5 separate regions of the Sus scrofa genome follow, and all the other regions are linked to region 1. Evidence: chromatin contacts called from public Hi-C, HiChIP or PLAC-seq and promoter capture Hi-C data. All regions are on one chromosome and are shown on one strand. Each heading gives the region's core, a stretch centred on a gene start, on an enhancer-like site or on the middle of the called end of the contact. The rest is flanking DNA. Distances are from core to core; before and after follow the strand shown. Region 1 holds the start of ADAMTSL4 (ADAMTS-like protein 4). Region 2 holds the start of CERS2 (ceramide synthase 2). Region 3 holds the start of ANP32E (acidic leucine-rich nuclear phosphoprotein 32 family member E). Region 4 holds the start of CDC42SE1 (CDC42 small effector 1). Region 5 holds the start of PRUNE1 (protein prune homolog).

Evidence for each region. Promoter capture Hi-C pulls out the DNA fragments that hold promoters and counts their contacts. A called contact is a pair of places that touch in the nucleus more often than the background predicts. HiChIP or PLAC-seq counts read pairs in DNA pulled down with a chosen protein or histone mark.
Region 2: a promoter capture Hi-C map of fetal skeletal muscle shows a contact between it and region 1, with 5 times the contacts expected there. The contact joins the promoter of CERS2 here to the promoter of ADAMTSL4 in region 1. A contact is called at or near these places in 3 of 5 promoter capture datasets (fetal liver, fetal skeletal muscle and liver), 4 of 47 Hi-C or Micro-C datasets (embryonic fibroblasts, epiblast stem cells, liver and 1 more) and 2 of 2 datasets of contacts at active chromatin or transcription factors (alveolar macrophages and skeletal muscle).
Region 3: a Hi-C map of embryonic fibroblasts shows a contact between it and region 1, with 2.3 times the contacts expected there. The contact joins the promoter of ANP32E here to the promoter of ADAMTSL4 in region 1. A contact is called at or near these places in 1 of 5 promoter capture datasets (fetal liver) and 1 of 47 Hi-C or Micro-C datasets (embryonic fibroblasts).
Region 4: an H3K27ac HiChIP or PLAC-seq map of alveolar macrophages shows a contact between it and region 1. The contact joins the promoter of CDC42SE1 here to the promoter of ADAMTSL4 in region 1. A contact is called at or near these places in 1 of 47 Hi-C or Micro-C datasets (embryonic fibroblasts) and 2 of 2 datasets of contacts at active chromatin or transcription factors (alveolar macrophages and skeletal muscle).
Region 5: a contact with region 1 is called in an H3K27ac HiChIP or PLAC-seq map of alveolar macrophages. The contact joins the promoter of PRUNE1 here to the promoter of ADAMTSL4 in region 1. A contact is called at or near these places in 2 of 47 Hi-C or Micro-C datasets (embryonic fibroblasts and epiblast stem cells) and 2 of 2 datasets of contacts at active chromatin or transcription factors (alveolar macrophages and skeletal muscle).

What each region holds. Positions count from the first base shown.
Region 1 is chr4:98,586,966-98,590,933 of Sscrofa11.1, reverse strand. It overlaps ADAMTSL4 (ADAMTS-like protein 4), which reads left to right and starts at 1,679. Exons shown (of 19, transcript XM_013997190.2): 1 at 1,679-1,844; 2 at 2,356-2,429.
Region 2 is chr4:98,248,524-98,252,483 of Sscrofa11.1, reverse strand. CERS2 (ceramide synthase 2) reads right to left here and starts at 1,711. Exons shown (of 11, transcript XM_005663490.3): 1 at 1,559-1,711.
Region 3 is chr4:98,846,770-98,850,637 of Sscrofa11.1, reverse strand. It overlaps ANP32E (acidic leucine-rich nuclear phosphoprotein 32 family member E), which reads right to left and starts at 1,524. Exons shown (of 7, transcript XM_021089919.1): 1 at 1,086-1,524. The coding sequence starts at 1,139.
Region 4 is chr4:98,170,173-98,174,237 of Sscrofa11.1, reverse strand. CDC42SE1 (CDC42 small effector 1) reads right to left here and starts at 1,570. Exons shown (of 5, transcript NM_001190193.1): 1 at 1,512-1,570. MLLT11 (myeloid/lymphoid or mixed-lineage leukemia; translocated to, 11) reads left to right here and starts at 2,564. Exons shown (of 2, transcript NM_001244607.1): 1 at 2,564-2,719.
Region 5 is chr4:98,217,039-98,221,157 of Sscrofa11.1, reverse strand. It overlaps PRUNE1 (protein prune homolog), which reads left to right and starts at 2,296. Exons shown (of 9, transcript XM_013997183.2): 1 at 2,296-2,425. MINDY1 (ubiquitin carboxyl-terminal hydrolase MINDY-1) reads right to left here and starts at 2,542. Exons shown (of 10, transcript XM_001929665.7): 1 at 1,816-2,542.

The DNA of each region.
Region 1 (3,968 bases), core at 430-2,929:
GGTGTAGGTCGCAGACGCAGCTCGGATCCTGCGTTGCTGTGGCTCTGGCATAGGCAGGCAGCTACAGCTCCGATTCGACCCCTAGGCCTGGGAACCTCCATATGCCGTGGGAGCGGCCCAAGAAATGGCAAAAAGACAAAAAGAAACAAACAAACAAACAAAAACAAACAAACAGGAGTTCCAGTGGTGGCACAGTGGTTAACAAATGCAACTAGGAACCATGAGGTTTCGGGTTTGATTCTTGGCCTTGCTCGGTGCCATGAGCTGTGGTGTAGGCCTGCGGTTACAGCTCTGATTAGACCCCTAGCCTGGGAACCTCCATATGCCGAGGGAGTGGCCCTAGAAAAAGCAAAAAAATACAGCAAACAAACAAACTGAATAGACTCAATAATACACGACTGCGGTTGATGAATAAATGGCAAATAAAAATTTAAATCGTAGTGTCCATTTGTTATCTACTGTCAGCCATTTTGTATATATTATTTTTCTTTGTTTTTAACTAATGACATAGATAATGCTCATGGTTAAAAATTCAAAAACATATAAGCATAGAGTGACAGCCTCCTAACCCCACAACCCCTCCCCAGGTATTGTCTCCAATTTTGAGTCTGGGATGTATTCTTCCATAAATAGACAGACGTATCTCCAAGCCTGTCATATGAATCAGATAAGCCCATTTTACAGATGAGGAAACTGCAGCACAGAAAGTTTGAAGTACTCATCCAAGACCACAGAGCTGACAAGTCCTGGAGCAGAGATTCAAATCTAAATCGTCTGACTCCTAAGTCAGCGCATTCCTCCCGCTATGCCCTGTGTGTCAAATTTTATGGATGAAGAAACCTAGGCTTGGAGTTCCCCTCCTGGCTCAGCGGTAATCAATCCAACAAGTATCCATGAGGATGTGGGTTCGATCCCTGGCGTCGCTCAGCGGGCTAAGGATCTGGTCTTGCCATGAGCCGTGGCATAGGTTCAGAAGCTTCTCGGATCCCTGCGTTGCTGTGGTGTTGGCCGGGACTGCAGCTCTGGTTATACCCATAGCCTGGGAACTTCCCTATGCCCCTGGTGTGGCCCTAAAAAGACCAAAAAAGAAAAGAAGAAAAAAAAAAAAAAAAAAAAAGAAGAAGAAGAAGAAAAAGAAGAAACCGAGGCTCATAGAGGTCCCCTGAGCAGCCAGAACCACATGGTTCACAGCCAAACGTGGGAGAGGCAGGGATGAGAGTGTGCTTGCACCAGAGGCTGCGTGGAGGAGAGGGCCTCCGCCGATGGGGCATCTGGGATCGTGCGGGTCTATCTCGGCCCAGCAGTGCCCAGATCTGGGCCCAGAGGCTCGTCCACGCCGCTGGTGTACAGGAACCACCCAGCCCCTTGGCGCCCCTCGCGGCCGCCCCGCCAGGGCAGGCGCAGCACTCGCACCGCCCACTCGGAGCCGGCTGGGAGGCCCGGGTCCCGGAGTCCCGAGCCGCAGCCAGGCCGGGAGACAGTGCCCGGGGGCGATGGCTGTCTTCGAACAGGGCTGGGACCCCTTCGGCTTCGCCCCCTCGAGCCGTCGGCGGGCGCCGGGCGGGAGTAGCTAGTCCCGCTACTCTGGGTGGGTGGCCTTAGCGAGCCGGGGGCTCGGGGTGGGCCGCCCAGACCCGGGGGCCGGCGAGGGGCGCGGGCCGGGCGCGTGGCGGGAGGGCGGAGTGGGGGCGGAGAGGGGGCGTGGCGGGGGCGGAGCCGCGGCCGGAGGCGGCAGAGTCCGGAGCCCGGCTCAAGGGCCGCCGTGGCCGCCGCGGAGCAAAGCTGTCTCGAGAGAGCGCCCGGGCGCAGAGGGGTTAACGGGCCGCCGGGGCCTCGAAGAGCAGGTACAGACCTTCCCTGGGACCCCTGGCCCCGGCTGCCCTCTCTCCCAGGTCCCGTTAGACCACCGGCCCTGCGCGCCCGCGCCACCCGAGTTCCCTGCTCCCCAGGGTCGCGCCCCAGCCACGACCCCGGCCCCAGCTCTTAGAGCCTCGGAAGATCTTCCAGTCCCTGGGGCCGGATTCCTGGGGAGGGGGTCTGATCCCTTGGAACGCTGGCCCCGTCACCCGGCCAAAATTCCTACTAAGTCATAAAGTCGGAAAACATACGCAGGACCTCGCGGCATGCGCCGGGCGCCACCTGCCCTCATCTGAAAGGGTGCTCCTGGAGGATGTGTATCCCACCCTCCACCCCCGTCCTTTGGCCCTGGAGTTGGGGGATAGGGACGATGGGAGGGGTGCTGGTGGGTGCCCGTGATCAAACTCAGCCTGATTGGAAAGGAAGGACACCTGTCGGGTTGGGCCTCCCTCACTCAGGAGTGGAAGGTGCAAGGAGAACCAAAGTGTTTTCTCTCAGCATAGGGACTCTCCAGCCAGCCCTGGAACCTGCTGTCCAGCCTCCTGCCCCTCCGTGGCACCCATTTCCCAGAGGTGGGTCCCCTGGGGGTGAAGGGGTTAGTCTCTCCTTAATCTTCACTGGCCAGTGTGGAGGTGTGGCCGGGAGGAGCCCAGGTTCGTCTAGACCAATGTTAGCCTGGCCCAAGGGTGACCACTTCTGACCTCTCCTTTCCTCACCCTGGGCGGTGAGACACACCAGATGAGGAACATGAAAAGGGTGAAAAACACAAATGTGTGTCTGTTTCCGCAGTGGAGGGGGTGTCGGCCCCCTGCCCAGCTATGCAGGAGGTGGGGTAGGACTTTTCCAGAGAGGGAGCCAGGCCTGGCCATGGCCCCAGGAGCTCACGTCACCCCACCCCCCACCCCTCACTTCTCCAGGGAACTGCCAAAGCCAAACTCAGCTCAGGACAGGATTATGTGTACTGGGTAGACCCATGGAGAGAGAAAGCAAGATACAGACCTGGGGTAGCTGCGAGCAGAAGCAGAGAGGGATTGGAGAGGGGCCTGGCAGCAAGAAGGGGTAGACAGTGACCATCACCCCATCTCTCCTTCCCTTCAACCTCCCTCCAGTGAGAGGCAGGCAGAGAGCTGAAGGCTTGGGTGGAACGTTGGCCCTTCTCTGGAGCCCCTACCCGATCCCCCATCAGGGTGGAGTTGCTGACCTCAGTGGCCAGCCCAGCCAAGGGAAGGAGCAGACATCAGCAACCCCTTCCCAACCCCAAGGAGCTGAAGAGACCCTGCAGCTCGGGCTCAACCACTGCGACCCCTCCCTCAACTTCCCAAGTCCTGGGGTCTCAGGGAGGGGAGTGCGGGCTGGGAGTTGCTACCCCCAAGCACATTCCTGCCCTTCCCGCTGTCATTTTCCTGCCCCTGAGCTGGCCCACCTCGGCATTAGCTCCTTGGATTCCTCTCCCGGGTGCCTTTCAGATCCAACAGAAACATTTTTTTTTTTTTCCTGGAAAGCAGAGCTCCAAGCAGCCTGAGGAGTGGGGGTGGAAAGGCCTCACTGTGAGCAGGAAGGGGTTGGGGGGCAAGGGGGAGCGGTGGAAGAGTCAGGCTTAGACCAGGGGACTAAGTTCTGCTTCCCAGATGATCAAGGCTAGACTTCAGGATGGACTTCCCAGCTCTTCAGAAGATAGACCAATGCGGGACTGGGGAGCAACGACATCTCTAGCTGCATCTCCCCTTCCCAGGTTCTCCAAGCCCATCAGAATCTCGCCTGAAGTAAGCCCTCACTGATCCAGGGCTGGACGCCAGCCCCCAGAGGGAGGTGAAGTCTCAGTGGGAAAAATCACTTGCTTCTCTAGAGATTAAACCATCAGCCCATTTAGTTTATCCCTTGGCTGAAAAGCATTTGAGGCAGGCAGAGATGTGCTTGAGGGTTCCAGAAGGAGCTTAGCTAAGAAGGGAAGAGATGGAGTTCCTGTCGTGGCTCAGCGGTTAACAACCCCAACTAGGATCCATGAGGATGCGGGTTTGATCCCTGGCCTTGCTCAATGGGTTAAGGATCCGGCATCCCTTGAGCTGTGGTGTAGGTCATAGACACGGCTCTGATCTGGTGTTGCCACAGCT
Region 2 (3,960 bases), core at 462-2,961, 340 kb after region 1:
TGCACCTAGCAACTCAGGTGCCTGAGACCAGATTTTGCTGCTAAGAGCCCGGCTTGGGGAGAGTGAACCCCTAAATTCAGGCCAACAATTAGTACCACACACCTGCAATTAACCTACTAGCCAGTGAGCCTCCGGGCCAGTAATTAGCGAGTCGAGGCCCAGAAAACCAGTCTCTCCAGTGGCTTCCCCCTCCCCAGCCCACACGCCCCATAACGGTATAGGAGCCTTCGCCTTGGGGTGGCCGGGGCAGAAACTCAGAGCCACTCCTTCCTGTTTCACGTAAAGCACATGGACGTTCTGACCTCCCTCCCGGACTGGGCACAGTAGGCGGGTAAGAAAGAACAGCAAGACCCTCCGCCCTCCTCCCACTCTAGCCATGGGGCCGTCAGAGCCAGGCAGGGGCCACGCCGCGCGGGCCGGCTGCCAGGCAGAGGGCTCTCGCGCAAGTGATCCCCGGGCTTCTCTACTTTCCAACAAAGGGGCTCCGCCGTCCGCTAGCGGCCCCGCGGCCCCACCTCCTGTTCCATACCTGTTGCCCAGGAGGGCTCCTCCGGGCTCCGGGCGGCGCGCCCAGGCGCCCGGCCAGTCTGCCCTCGGGCGGCGCTGGGGGCCCGGCCGCTCCCGCGAGGCGCTCCGGCCCGCCCTCCCCAGGCCGGCCGCCATGAGCGCGCCGGGCAGAGGCCCCGAGCCCGCGGCGGCGCCCCGCGCCCGGCCGCCCGAGGGTGTGCCCCCGGGCCCCTCTGCCCTCCTCAGCCCGCTCCCTTCCCCACCGGGCCCAGTCCGCCGAGCCGCGTCCGCGCGGCCCCCAGTTCTCGCAACTTTTCCGGGCCTCGTCCCGCCCCACCCCTGCGCGCGGCGCCTCGGGCTCCCGGGCTGGGGTCCCGACTCACTCGGCGGCGGCGGCGGCGGCGTCGCGGAGCTGGCCCGGCCGGGAGCCGCTGCTCCGTCTCTCTTCTCGTCCGAGCTCCGGGCCCCCTCCGAACTGGCTCCGCTCGCTCCTCTCCTCCCCCTTCCGCCCGCCCGCCTGCCCGCTCGCTCCCTCCCTCCTTCCTCCTCCGCCCGCCGCCCGCCGAGCCCAGCCGAGCTGAGTGCGAGCCCAGCCAGCCAGCCCGGGAAAGAAAGGCCGCGAGCAACACAGGAGCCGGGAGACTGGGCGTGGGCCTGCGGCCCGGCGACGGAAAGGGAGAGAAGGGCGGGCGGAGGGGCCCGGGCCTCCGCGCGGGGCAGCCGCGCCCAGCCCCCGCCGCCTGCCGCCGCCCCCTTCCCGGCCCGGGGACCCGAGCCCTTGCGGCGCGGGTTCTGCAGCCGCGCCCACTGGCATCCTGGCATCGAGGGAGAAGCCCCCCGATGAGGGCAGGCAGTGTGGGTTCTCTCCCAGCCCCTTGTCTCTCCGTTAAAGGTTAGATGTAGCCCTGGGGAACCGCGGGACAGACCGGGGACCGCAGAGCGGTATTGCCCCTGCCCCACCCCACCCCGGCCACCCCCAACTGCGGTCCCCGACCTGCACCCGGCTGCAGCCCCCGGTTCCCTCTGCGCGACCGACTGCCACACTTCTCACCTCCAGCCCTACTGGGAGGCAGGAGGGGGCGCAGCCCCTGAGAGTCCTTTCCAAGTGCCGCGCGCCGAGGCCGAGCGCCTCGCCAAGGCCGACCCAGGCAGCGGGCCCTCGAGATTCCGCTGTCCTTCCAGCGCGGAGCCCGCTACCCCTAGGGCGTCCCCCGCCCCAGCCCGCCGTAAAACCCACAGCGTTTCCACCCAGTGCTGTTTAAAACCTACCCGCAGTGGTACACATACCCTCCTGTAGTAGACTCTGAAGGAGCCAACCTCCAACTTTTTAATGTAAAATGCGTTCGAGTTTGCCATCTAGACCACGTTTATCCGTATTTAAATTCATATTGTAAAATGTTTTTCCCTTAGTCTGGTAAAAGCAATGTTTCAGGAAGATGCAAAATGTTTATCCTACAAAATTGGCCTTGATTCGTACAGAGGACAGAGTGTGACCAAAATGTGTCTAAGGGTTTGTTTAGAGAGGGCCCCCTAAGTAGAGGTAATTGAATTCTTTACGGTAATGAAATGGTGCTTTTTATACTGTCACAATTAGAACCTCTGACAGTGGCTGGTTTCAAAGTTTATCTAGTCAAGTTCAGGGGCTTTGACAGTTCTGTTAAGAAAGAATGTATGACCTCACTAATCCAGTTTGAGACCCTTGCTTAAGGCTCTTTCTGGAGAAGGAGGCAGAAGCTGACCTCCAAACATTTCCTTTGCTCTTTGCGGTGAGAGGCCCCAGCCCATGCCAACCTACCACTAGGGAATTCAGACCTGTTGGTCCATTCCCTGGACTCTTCAGCCTTCTTTAGCCCGGTTTTCCAGTTCCCAACAACCACTCTAGCCCTTTATTCCTTTGCCCCAGGCTAAACTCCTTTAATAGCATATCATATTAGCATACCATATCCGGCTACCCCTTCCCTACTGTTACTGCCCCTCCCTCAATCTCCCAATTCCACGGTTCCCTCTACCTTTTCTCCCCCCTTTTTTGGCCGCCCTGTGGCATATCCAACATATCCAGAGGTCACATCCAACCTGCAGTTGTAGCTGTCACAACACTGGATCCTTAGCCCACTGTGCTTGCGTGCCAGTGCTCCCAAAATGCCACTGATCCCACTGAGCCCCAGGAGGACCTCCTCCCTCTACCTTTTTTTTTTTTTTTTTTTTTTTTTTTTTTTTGCCTTTTCTAGGGCCACTCCCATGGCATATGGAGGTTCCCAGGCTAGGGGTCTAATCGGAGCTGTAGCCACCGGCCTACACCACAGCCACACAGGATCCGAGCTGAGTCTGCAACCTACATCACAGCTCACGGCAACGCCGGATCCTTAACCCACTGAGCAAGGGCAGGGATCGAACCCGCAACCTCATGATTCCTAGTTGATTCGTTAACCACTGTGCCACAATGGAAACTCCTCTCTCTACCTTTCTTACGTGCCTTCCCCAGATTCCCTTTTCCAGCAGGGTTCCAGTGTCTCCTCTTTGGGCCCTGGCTAAACTTTGAGTAAGCTCTCTACTCCCGCCCCATGTCTGTCCTACTTGGTTCAAACCTTTTACTTTCTAAACCCTTTTTCTCAGGCAGTTTTCCTAGATGCCAGGCTTTCCCAAAGTCCCACCAGTCTTTTAAAATGATTCCTCAGAGGACTGAAGACCAGTTAACTTTCTTTTAAGATAGCAGGGGGAGCAGAAGTTTGGGGCAGAAGCTGAATAGTCATGGCCTGAAAAATAAAGATAACAGGGTGTCCCCTCCCCCAGAGACAAAGGAGGAGGCAAAACTGGGCCTCAGGCAGCAGTAGAATGATGGTACCAGTTTCCAAACACAAACACACTCACACTCACTCACACTCTTTCACTCTGCCTCACTTGCACCAGGAGATTTTGATCATTGCTCTTCTGACCCATCCTCCACCCACCGCCCTGGGGTGGCATGGCCACACCCATGCCCACAAGTGCCCTAAGCTGCCTGCCTGACTCACTTCCTCTGTAAGGGCTGCTGAGGTGTCCTGAGGCAGAGGACACCATCAGGTCTTCAGCCTGGGAATTAGGTATCTGAGCAGGCTTCTGGGACAAGCAAAGACGTGGATCCTCCATTGTGGAAAATAGGTCTTAGTCTTCCCAGGTGGGGCTGGCTTCCACAACACAGAAGCCACTTTGGGTAAAAGAGTAGAGCTTGGCTAGTACAGGAGCAGAGAGATTGAGTTACCAGGAATTCTGGGGAGAAAAAGTTTCATAACAAAAGGAAAAATAGAAGTTTCTACTCTGGCACAGTGGATTAAGAATCCGATTGCAGGAGTTCCCATTGTGGCTCAGCAGAAACAAATCTGACTAGCATCCATAAGGATTCAGGTACTATCCCTGGCCTTGCTCAATGGGTTAAGGATCTTGTTGCTACGGTGTAGGCTGGCAGCTGTAGCTCCA
Region 3 (3,868 bases), core at 275-2,774, 260 kb before region 1:
CCGCTCCGACCGATGGGAAACCCCACAAGGGGCGGGGACTCCCCAAAGAAAAAAGGGGTCGCCTCGCAGCCCGCGTTCCCCTAGTGCCTCCGCCCCTGGCGGGGAGGGCTGGGTGAAGCCGATCCCGCGCCCTCGGAAAGGAGGCGGAAACGCCTCCCGCCCGACCCCGAAAAGTTGACCACGACCCCGCCTCACGTGGCCCCTCCCAACCCCGTCTCTTTAACTAAAGCGACAGCTGCAAGAGCGCATCATTTAGTTTCGCCGAACCCATCTTTAAAACACGAAACTCCTACGACCCATTTGTTGAGTTCTCTGAAACCGTCTCCAGGGATCAAAGTCGGAGTCGCCGCCAGCACGACACGACACGCCGAATTTCGTTACACCGCGGGGGGGAAGAAGAGGATAAAGCCTCGTGTCCCCTCCCCACCTCCAGTCACTACGACGAGTCCCAAAACTTGCCCGCGGCCGGAGAAACTGGCCGCTGACCCAGATTCCGCCTGGCGGCGGTCGGCGCGCGGTGCTTCCCGGGGGAGTGGGCGCCGCCGGCAGCCGGCAGTCTACGGACCCGGCGAGCGACCCCAGCCCCGCGTCCGGCGGGACGTCGGACGGCCAGGGGCCTCGAGGCCGGGGGCACCCCTCTCCAAAAAAAAAAAGAGTTGGAAGTACTGCAGAAAAGTTGAACTAACTTCTCAGACAACGATGGCTGCGACAGAAGCGAGTGGGACTGGGGGGTCGCGCCCACGCAGCCGGCCCCAAGAAGGAGGAACCCGGGGAGCGAAGAGGCGGAGCGGCCCCCAAGACTCCGCTTCCCGCCCCCACGAGGCCAAAACGCCGGACTCGAAGAGAGGAGAAAGGGGCTAAGCCCCCAAGCACGCACAAAAACGCCCCTAGAAACTTAAACCCTTCGCCATTTTAAGTAAAAGATTTTAATGATTTAAAAGTTAAAATCAAACCTTTCCCCCCAGCTCTAACCCAAGATGGGGGTTAATTCATTACTGCTCCCCACATACCCACCCGGACCCCCCGAAACCCCATCCTCCGAATACAGGGCTGGTGGGGAAGGGGAGGGGGCTGAGTCATCTCACCTCCTCCGGGGCTCTGTCCCTTAACTCCAGGTTAATCCTCTTCTTCATCTCCATGACCTACTCCTGCTTTTCTGCTATTACTCTCCTCCCTTACCCTTTCCTGCCTCTCACTACCCCCCAACCCTAAAATTTTAAAAGATTTCAAAATGAATGAAAATAAAAGCAAATTTAAACGCCCACCACCACCAGATAGGTGTGTGGGAGAAAAAAGAGAATAGCAAATGGAGTCCAAGGAGTTAGGACTCTTAACTCGGCTGCCCCCACCTCCTTGTCCACACACTCGCGCGCGCACTCACACGCGCACACACACATACACACACCCGCAGTTCCTTCCCCTTCAATGGCTGCTCGGAGACTGAGCCTCCATGACACGGCACCGCCAACCCCCTGGCCTATACTCCACCCACCTTCCGAATGTATTGGTTGATTCTTCAGCATCTCACTATGCCACTGGGCTACATAAATGTCTATCAGTCTTCAGGGCGGACCTGAACCAGAAACGCTGTGTCTATTGGCTACGACCAAGCGCGCAGTTAACTCCGATAGGCCCAGAAAGATGTTCATCCCGGGGAGATGATTTTGAATCCCAGTAGCCCCCCTCCTTTTCTTTGTGTGATTGGCGCGCTTTCCCTAGGCGATCGGACGGTTTTGAAGCCTGTTGGATTTCTTTTTGTTTTTGTTTTTGTTTTGTTTGTTCTTAGCGTTAAAGGAAGGAAGAAAGCATCCGTCTTACGTGCGGAAGTTGCAAGACATAATTCAGCACATGGCACCCACTGGCTCTTGGCGGTTTTAAAGCACACTCCTGTTTTGTAGCCAAGGTACACAGCAACGTGCACGTCACATAAAAAGCATGCCTTCGTGGCACTGTCCTGCTGAAGATAAGCTTCTGGTGCAGAACCAAAGCAGCGTAGAGATGGTCGTTTAACTTCCACCATGAAGGACTAAATGATTTTGAAAACAGTTGGGTGAATAAGTTAGGCACCTTTAAATAAATCTGCCCTGGAGGAATGGTTGCTGAGGTAATTGTTACTGTAATAAACACTAAGACCTTGGAGGGAAAACAATGCTGGCCCAATGAAAATCAGACATCAGTGTGCATAGAAATGGTGCAGCAATGCCTCTCCTTTCTAAAATCCCTCTGGTTGGTTTCCATGGAAATCTGTAGTTTAAATGTGCTTTTAAAAGTCTGTCAATGTAGAATATAAAACCGGGATAAGAGTGATTTTTTTTCTTTTCTTGAAAGTCTAGCTTTTCTTAGTTCTTGCTTACATTCTGTCTTTTCCATTCCCTTACACCTTTCTCAGGATAAATACCCAAAGGTATTCCAGAAGATTTGGGGAAGGAAGTGGGTGAATTATTATTCCTACCTTGCCCAGCGCTGAGTGTGTGCTATTTTCCCACTTTCTTATGTTAGAGACCTTAGGGTTTCTGAACACACTTCTAACCACTCCACTGTCACCCCTCCTCCCACACAGACACACAGCTCCTCAAAGGGGCTTACATTTAAAATGTAAATATTTTGTATTTGGCATGCTAAATACTTTAAAGGAAAACGAAATAGTGATTGCCTTTTCCTTGCCAAGTGTTTCCTTTGAATTCCCTGAAAAGGAAATTTTGTGAGGATGAAAACAAAGGGGGAAAGGGAGAGTTTTTGGTATAAAATGGGGTATTTTACTTTTGGTATAAGTGGGGGTGGGGGGAGAGTGAGTATTTGGAGTTGGTCTATTTTGTTTGTTTGCTTGCTTGAATACAGGCCAGAGGAAGCCAGGATGATATAAAACTGAACCAAAATGAACTGAGGAAAAGTTCAAGGAAGAGTCAAAAACGAAAAAACAAGAGAAGGAGAAAAGGGGCTACAAAGAAATCTGGAAGCATATTTTAGTACCAGTTTAGGAAGAAGTCCTATGTTCTGATCCCACTAGCCGCTCTGGAATGGAATCCCAAAGAGAGTTTGGGGAAAGAGATTCAGATCCGGGAGTCATCCACATAAGAGTGATAGTTGAAGGCAAGAAAATAAAATAAAATGTACACAGAGAATATATATCAGATTATCAGGGCACAACATTATAAATCAACTACACTTTAATAAAAATTTAAAAAAAAAACACAAAGACTATCAGGCAAAGGAGAACAAAACATGGTTGAAGGCAAAGAGGTTGGAGAGGGGGCGTCTACCAAAGTTGTCAAAGAAATTGAGGAATGGGTAGAAAGAAAAGAGGAGGTGAATTTGTGGGGGGGGGAATGTATGGAAGCCAAAGAGTTTCAAGGGAGAGAGGATTATTGGGATGAAATAGTGGGCTTTTGTATCAGAACTCAGTAGACAGAACGGGTGAGTGGGCTGAAAATAATGAATGTGAAGAAAGGCCATGAGGGAGTTCCCATCGTCGTGGCTCAGTGGTTAACGAATCTGACTAGGAACCATGAGGTTGCAGGTTCAATCCCTGGCCTTGCTCAGTGGGTTAAGGATCCAGCATTGCTGTGAACTGTGGTGTGGGTTGCAGACGGGGCTCGGATCCCGCGTTGCTGTGGCTCTGGTGCAGGTTGGCAGCTACAGCTCTGATTGGACCCCTAGCCTGGGAACTTCCATATGTTGAGAGAGTGGCCCTAGAAAAGGCAAAAAGACAGAAATAAATAAATAAATAAATAAAGGCCATGAATTCAGGGATCCACCGCAGTGGGCCTTACCTCCATACCCATTGTCCCACCCTCATATCATCTCTTATCTCCATTACCTCAGTACCTTGAAACTTTCCAGTCGTCATCAAAAAGCCAAGATAAATATG
Region 4 (4,065 bases), core at 321-2,820, 420 kb after region 1:
AGAGGGGAGCTGTGGTCAGTGGGGAAGTCAGTCAGTCAGTCACAGGGTTTGTCATGATGGTGGTGGTGTCGGGTGGTAAGGGTTGGGGGGAGGGGGGTGAAGAAAACAATGAAGAATCAGAGGAAACCCCCAACATTACCAGATGGTCGTACTGAGACCGACCTCTCCCCCAGCAGCCCCCACCCCCACCCCGCTCGAAGCTGAGTGGACAGAAGTGGATGGTGGGAAGGGAGAGGAGAGAAGAGGGGGAGGAGGAGAGAGAGGGAAAGGGGCAGTGGAGGGAACAAGGACATTTCTGTTCCTGTTCCAGGGACCTGGCCAGAGCTGGGTGGAGGGAGACTGTGTGTGGGACTCAGCATGAAATGTCCAATAATGATGAGGAGTGACCAGGAAATTCCATTCCCTAGGACACAGGACATAAGGGTCTCTGAAACTTGGGGGTGGGGTGAGTGAGAGGAGAAAACCGGGCAGGGTGAATGTGCTGGTGGAGACGGGGGAGGGGAACAAGGCCAGAAAAGGAAGTAAGAGTGATTGGCTGCCACTCTCCTTTAAAATATCTTGAATGGGTTGAGGAAAAATCAAGTCTTGAACTGGAAAGTCCAGGAGGAAGAGCACCTGAACCCACTACCCACTGTCTCAACCCCACAATAAAGGGGAAGGGGCTGGGTAAACAGCAGCAGGGGTCAGGATTAGATCACGTAAGGCCGCATCCTGACAGCCAAATAGTGCAGAGAACTGGTAGGTAAGGTGAAATGCAGAGCTGGAAAGACATCAAGGTCACAATGGAGCTTAAGAGCTTTAAAACTACTGGGGAGTGAGAAGTGGGGAGAAAGGTTCCAGGGAGGAAGGATGTACAGAGGTAGTTCCCTGGTCCTGTTCTAGCCCCAAACCGGTTTTCCCGGTCCCGCTGCCTCCAGCCTCAAGGCCTCCAACCCGCTGCCTGACAAGCCTTCACAAGAAGCAGCTGGAGAGAAAGAGAAAGAGAACTGAGAGAATGGAGTGGGCTGTTCTGGCTATGAGCCCAGGACTGCAGCTGGTCCCCTATGGAGACCTCCAGACATGGAGGGCTGCTGCGGGGGCTCTAGAGAAATAGAGGTGAACCCCATCTTTCAGTCAAGTGACAAGCATTTGCCCCAGGACCAACTGTGTCCTTCCCCAGGTAGGTCTTGGGGAGGCTCAAGAGGAAACAGAGCTAGGCCCTAAAAACTCCCCCTTCCCAATATATTCAGTGACATAGATTCCATTTCTGCTCACCCCCACCCCCAACTCTACCTGGAAAGTCTCTGCTCCTCCCGAGGCTGAATTAGGATTGGGACCTCTCTGTGAATCTTTCCAACTGAGCCACTGCCTTCCGTGGCTGCCTGTCTCAGATCTAGACTCTCCCGGACCAGCTCCGCTTCACTTTGTCGGCACAGCCAACACTGAGGCTAGTTGAGTCTCAAAAGAGACTTTCTTCCCAACTCCCCAACACTCCAGACCCTTCTTTCCCTTCTACTCTTCATGGGCCTCACCTGTGCACCGCCCGAGCGTGGACAGGGACGGTCACTCACCGAGCGCACCCCTTCTGCCACCGACCCAGCATCTCGGCAGACGCGGACGCCCTTCTCCCCCACCCCCAGCATCCGGTGCGTCTCCGCCTGGCTGGGCAGGCGGGGCGCACCGGCCGAGCGACCGACTCCCAGTCCTCACCTGCTCTGCTACGGCATCCAGGCGTCCGGCAGCTGGTGGGGGGCCCCCGCTCGGTGCCCGCCAATGTGGGGTTCCCGGGCTCGCTCCTCGGCGCGGTGGGGAGCCGAGGGCGGGCCGGCAGAGGTGGGGCTGGCCGAGGGCGGAAACGGCCGCGACGCGATTACGAAACCCGTCCGGCTGGGAGCCGGGCGCACAGCTCCACTCTGGACTAAGGAGGCACTGCTCTGTGAAGGGACGTGGGAGGGGCCTCGGAAGCCCCCGGGGGCCGCCGCCCCTGCGGGTTGAACCCGGGAAAGTGGACCCTCGAGGAGGGCCTGGCATCCAAGCTGGACCCTCCGGAATCGCACTATCTCTTCGCGCGCCAGACGTTGCGGGGCAAGAGGAAGCGGAGCCCCCAAATCCTCCGGCCCCAACCTTTTTCAGAGATTTGCAGAAGCACGCACAGCCCCCAGTCTTCCTGTGCCCTATACCAGATGGAATAGAGCTGGGTGTATTTACCCGCCGGGAGGGTGGGGAGGCAAATCGGGAAGGATGGAGAATTTTTCTGATTCTCAAAAACAGTTCGTAACCTGAAATCAAATTGGGGAATAAAAGGACACTCCTCTCCTCCATCAATAGAGTTAAGATATTTAATCTATAGACCTAAAAGTAGAGGACAACGGACTGCTCATTCATTGCACCCTCAGTCAGCATGGGGGTGCTGGAAGAGCTCAGGAATCTTTGCGCAGACCAATGAGCCTACGGAGATGCTTTAATCCTGTCTCCCTCCCTAACGTGTTCTGGAACCTATCATTTGAATTAGCCGAGTCAGGCAGGGAGGGGGCGGGAAGTCCTTCCGCCCTTCTTAGGAGGGGCTGCATTGCAGGGGGAGACTGAGCAGACTGACTCAGTCACTGAACAGGGAGAGGGAGTGAGAAGACAAAGCCGTCAAAACCCCAGTAGCTTTCTTTTTCTCCAGCCCAGAGCAGACACCGGAGCTCCGAGGTACTCCCTCCATCTTTGGAACACGCTCATAATTCATCGATAACAGGTAAAGTAAACTGAGGGAGGGGGGCCAGGGGGCTGCAAAGATAAAGAGCAGCTGTTTCTAGTTAGACTGAAGACCCCAAATGAGGATGAGGTTGGGGGATAGTTCAAGAGGAGAGAAGGCAGCGCTGTGAACAGCAGATAGTAATTTGTTCACGGTTTTACATGTCTTTGCTAAGATCTCCATCCATGCCTTATAATCCTTTAGATTAATTTCTAACAATTTACATGTAATTATTTTTCAGCATTTATCTCATTCCATTGATCAATTTGCCTATATTGCCCTGATGATAATAAAATTATTTCTTTTATTTATCTTCAGTCTAGTTATCTAGTATCTTTCTTTTAAGCTGTAATTTGTTCTCCCGGTTTTTGATGAATCTCTTGTCCTACTGTGTCCCTCTAACCTCTACTTCCCTGTATTTTCTTTTTTTTTTTTTTTCTGTCGTGTGCCATTGCTTTGTCTACCCTCACCCCAAACTTATTCGTCTTGGTAGGAAGGATTCTGCGGGGGAGATTTGATGACATGGAGATTAATCCTGACCTTTCTTTTAAGCCTCCTCCCATTCTCAAACCTTTGCTCCAAAGAAAGAGGCAGCTTGAAATAGGAAGGTAGGGGCCTCTGTGTTGGAGAACTGCCTGATCCCATATTGAAATCTATACAATTCACAAGAGTTAGGGAGCAAATTCTGGAAAAGGAATGCTTATTTGCCTCTCTGTGAAATATGTGGGGGAAAGACATGGCTAATAAGAAGATCCAAGCCTAGAATAAGACACATACAATGAGATGCCAGAGAGGTTCCATTCCCCTCCACCACCATCCCTTGTCCTCCCTTCTTTGGTGGCAGCATGACACAGCAAGGCCCTGTTGGGTAGGCCCTGGATTCCCACAGAGGGTCTGGACAAAGGGTATTTGGGTGTGTCTGTGTGGCTCAGAGAGAGCCACACCATGCTATGTATTTGCTAATTGTGTATCTCTAAGAACAGACGATATTTAGAAATTACTTTTGCCTAAAATAACTGAATGCTTTAAAATGAAGGAAGGATAGTGCTAAGCATTTATGAAGCATGTGTTTTGGTACAAGACACTGTCCAAGCCCTTTAAGATAAGTAAATGAGAAATGGGTAGAGAATATCTGGGGAAGAGAAAGCTAGCTAAAAAGGGACCTTATGCAAAATCTGGGTACTTGGGAATTAAATTCATACTGTATTAAATTGAAAAATTTCATTACTAATGTAAAGGGTATTTTAGCTTCAATTTTTAGTGTAGTCAACATTCTTGAATGTCAAGCAATGTGATGCATTTGGTATTATGTACATATTTCTGAGTCAATGGCAAAGCTAGAGATT
Region 5 (4,119 bases), core at 1,047-3,546, 370 kb after region 1:
GATCCGAGCCGCGTCTGTGACCTACACAACATCTCACAGCAACTCCAGATGATTAACCCACTGAGCAAGGCAGGGATCGAACCTGCAACCTCATGGTTCCTAGTTGGATTCGTTTCCACTGTGCCACGACAGGAATTCAATCATCTGGGTCATTTTATTTTTTTATTTTTTATTTTTTTTATTTTTTTTATTTTTTGTCTTTTTCGCTATTTCTTGGGCCGCTCCCGCGGCATATGGAGGTTCCCAGGCTAGGGGTCCAATTGGAGCTGTAGCCACCGGCCTACGCCAGAGCCACAGCAACGCAGGATCTGAGTCGCGTCTGCAACCTACACCACAGCTCACGGCAATGCCGCCGGATCGGTAACCCACTGAGCAAGGGCAGGGACCGAACCCGCAACCTCATGGTTCCTAGTCGGATTCGTTAACCACTGCGCCACGACGGGAACTCCATCTGGGTCATTTTAGATGTCAGCCCTTGGACCTGTTTAACCTGCTCTTTACCAGCACTAAGCATAGACATTTCATTAACACCATGGATAGTAAATGATAAAAGGCCACAAAGCCCTGCCCCCTGGAAAATATCTCCCTGCAACTTCCTTGCTCCCCTTTCCCCCTTGATTGGGTGAGAAAAAGGGAGAAATTAAACTTGCTAGAAATCTTTTCTCTTGCTTCCTCCTAACCTGAGACTATGCTTCCTCTTGCAATCCCTTGCAATCTGGCAGGAATTTAGGGCTAGGGTAAAGCCTGGGAAGTGAAGCTGAAGAATATAAAAGTCACCAAAATAAGCCTAGTCACCCAAATTGATCATCCTCCTGATTCAAATATAATTTATGCTATCTGCATCTCATTTACATGTTGTTAATTTAGAAGAATCAGAGTATAGCAAAAATTGCCTGCAGGCCTGACACTTTTTTTTTTCTCTCTCTGTCTTCTTTTTCCTCCTTTCCCAAATGACACTTAGGATGAGCCTGGGAAGCAGAAACAAGAGCCTGGGAACACTTTTTTTAAAGCTTAGAGAAAAACAGGGAAGAAAAGAAAAGATCAATAATTAAGTGGGGGCTGGGCAGCTAGCTGGCCAGACAGGTAAACCAAAAGAACCCAGGAGCTGGACACCGGAGGAAGCTGGGTCTCAGAGAAACTGGGCAAAGTTGGATGGGCTAAGTCTTCAGAATAGAGGCAGGAAGCGTGATGGAGAATTTCTCCTCTTCAAGGTACCTGCCTGGTGCTCCTTCAGAGCAGGAGAGAATGAGGGAGCACAGGTACTCAAACAAATCAGGATTTCTCTTTCTTTTTCCTCTTAAATCCAACACATTTTCTCCAGCTGGAATTATCCTCTGGTGGTGAGTGAGAGGTAAAGCAGCCCAGACCCACCCCTAGCCAGCGGCAGTAAGTAGCCAAAAGTTGGAAGAAGCATATACAACTGGTACCCAGCTTCCACAAGACGCCCCCCACCCGCACTCCCTAGGAACTTTACTCTCCCCTCAAGTGCTTTACTGTCCCCCTCTAATCTCTTTCTCGCTCTGATGCAAATCGTCACAGAACTAATGGTTTAGAAGTTCTCCTCAGAGTTAAGTCAACGACGGTGCCTTGTCTACGTGCTAGCAAGGGAGAGGGGGAAGGTGTCATTAAAAGGAAGAAATACAGGGACCCAAGCAGCGTCTTTTACATATTCCTTCTGCCTGAACGCCTCTCAAAATCTAAACGTGTAGAGACCCAACGTGGAAGAACAGTCAGTGTCACCTCCCCAGGGCTAAAGAGGAAACAGAGGACTGGGGATTAGGAGAAGAGGTGAAGGAAATGGTTCAAAGTTTTTACCTTAAAGAAGTGGGTGCTGTTCCAGGACACAGAAGGAGGGTGCAGCTCTGGCAATACGATGGGGCAGGTGGGTGCAGTGAGGGGCGCCACCACACTCCCAGCTGCCTTCCAGCTGTCAAAGCCAGAGCTCGCACAGGTTTACACGGGTTTGTGCGCAGCAGTCTTGGCCGGATGGTGGCCACTTCCGGACTCACGCCCACGGCCGGCCGGGGGCACTGGAAGAGGGTGGAGACCGGCAGGAGTGCAGCCCAGGTACTCCCAGGTCGCTCAGAGCGTCTCCAGGATTTCTGAGTCGCCGAGTCTAGGGCGTGCGCTCCAGGCCCAGTCTAGCGAGCTGGTTTTCAAAGGAAGTTTGTGGGTTTTCTTTTTTCTTCTTTCTCTCTCTCTCTCTCTCTCTTTCCCGTCGGGACAAAGAAAAATCAGTCAAGGACAAGCTTCTGGGAGGAGGAGGAGCCAGGCCAGCACTGGAGGATTTCCATTAGGGCTTTCTGACCTGGTCAGCAGCTTGGTGATCAGCAGTGAGAGAGAGAGAAACAGGAGAGAAAAACAACAGACCCTTTCTCCTCCCTCCGCCTGCCGCTGGAAGGGACGGAGCGCTTGTGCCTCTCTGGTGAGAAGAGGGAAAAGCAAGGGCCCTTGCTGAGTGGGGAGGAGGAGCAGGGCCGGACAGCAGCAGCTTGTTGGATCTGGGCTTTCTCTCTAGGTACAAAAGTCCTTTGCTCTGGATCCACAGAGGCAGGCCAGACAGCGTGATATTAGCATAATTACTCATTTAAAGTGAAAAATCCTTATCCTTTCAAAATCCTTACTATATCTCTTTTTTGTTTGTTTTTTGTTTTTTAGGGCCGCACCTGCGGCACATGGAAGTTCCCAGGCTGGGATCTAATCAGATCAGCAACAAAGGATCTGAGCTGCATCTGCCACCTACACCACAGCCTACGGCAATGCCAGGATCCTTAACCCACGGAGCAAGGCCAGGGATCGAACCCGCAACCTCATGGTCCCTAGTCGGATTCGTTTCCGCCGCACCGCAACAGAAACTCCCTCACTTTTTTTTTTTATAGTTAATAATGATTTTTATTTTTTCCATTATAGCTGATTTACAGTGTTCTGTCAATTTTCTGCTGCACAGCAAGGTGACCCAGTAACACATACACGTATTTGCTCACTTTTTTAGTCTAGAAACCAGTTGGGCTATGCCCCTGGTAGTGCAGAGAGGGTGTGTAAGAAGCCCCAGGCTCTGGGAAGAGTGAAGCAGGGAGAAAACTAGCTGAGCAAGCAGGAGCTTCAATATCCCTCTGCTCCGGTCCTTGTTCCCACCACAGGCCTCAGCTTCTCATCTATCACCTCCTCTCAATTCCGAGCTTGGGGAGCAGGAAAAACTGGTGTGAGGTTGGTGGTAGGAAACAAAGGGATTCATTAATAAATGAGGGAACATTTGATGAAAAGAGTACATTTATCACGGAGTTCCCATTGTGGCACAGTGGTTAACGAATCCGACTAGGAATCATGAGGTTGCGGGTTCGATCCCTGGCCTTGATCAGTGGGTTAAGCTGTGGTGTAGGTCACAGACAAGGCTCAGATCCCATGTTGCTGTGGCTCTGGCGTAGGCCGGCGACTACAGCTCCGATTAGACCCCTAGCCTGGGAACTTCCATATGCCACAGGAAGCGGCCCTAGAAAAGGCAAAAAGACAAAAAAAAAAAAAAAAAAGCACATTTTCTGCAGTATTCTGCACTACCCTGGGGCTGGAAGGTGGTAGTTAAATGTGGTTGGAACCCAACTCTACATTCTGAAAGGTTCCCCCAAGCTCTACTTACATGGCTGCTCCAGGATGAAACTTCAAACAACTCTGAAGGCTGCAGGGGCATTTGGAACAATTAGGGAGGCAGGTGAGCAGAAACCCAAGTTACAACAGTCCGGAAAAAGAAAGAGAATTTGCTGACGCTATAGAAAAAAAGAGGCTATAGAGTTGTAATGGCAGCAACTGGAGTTGGCAAGAGGCTGTAGGAATTAAGAAGAGAGGCCAAAGATTATTACGATGTTTTCATATTCCAATATTTTTATAACATGGATAATCACAAAATTGTGATTGCAATGGGACCGTTTGTTAAAGTAGAGAATTCGAGAAAGTTGAAAAGCCGTTTTTGCCCAGTGTGATTTAAAATGTCAACCAGATGGTCAGTGTAATATATAGATAGAAAGATGCTATACTTAATCTGACTCAAGAGGGAAAATTCAGATGCCACAAAGTTTATGTGACGCATTTACACTTGTGTGTCAAATAAGCGATCTCAGAAAATTC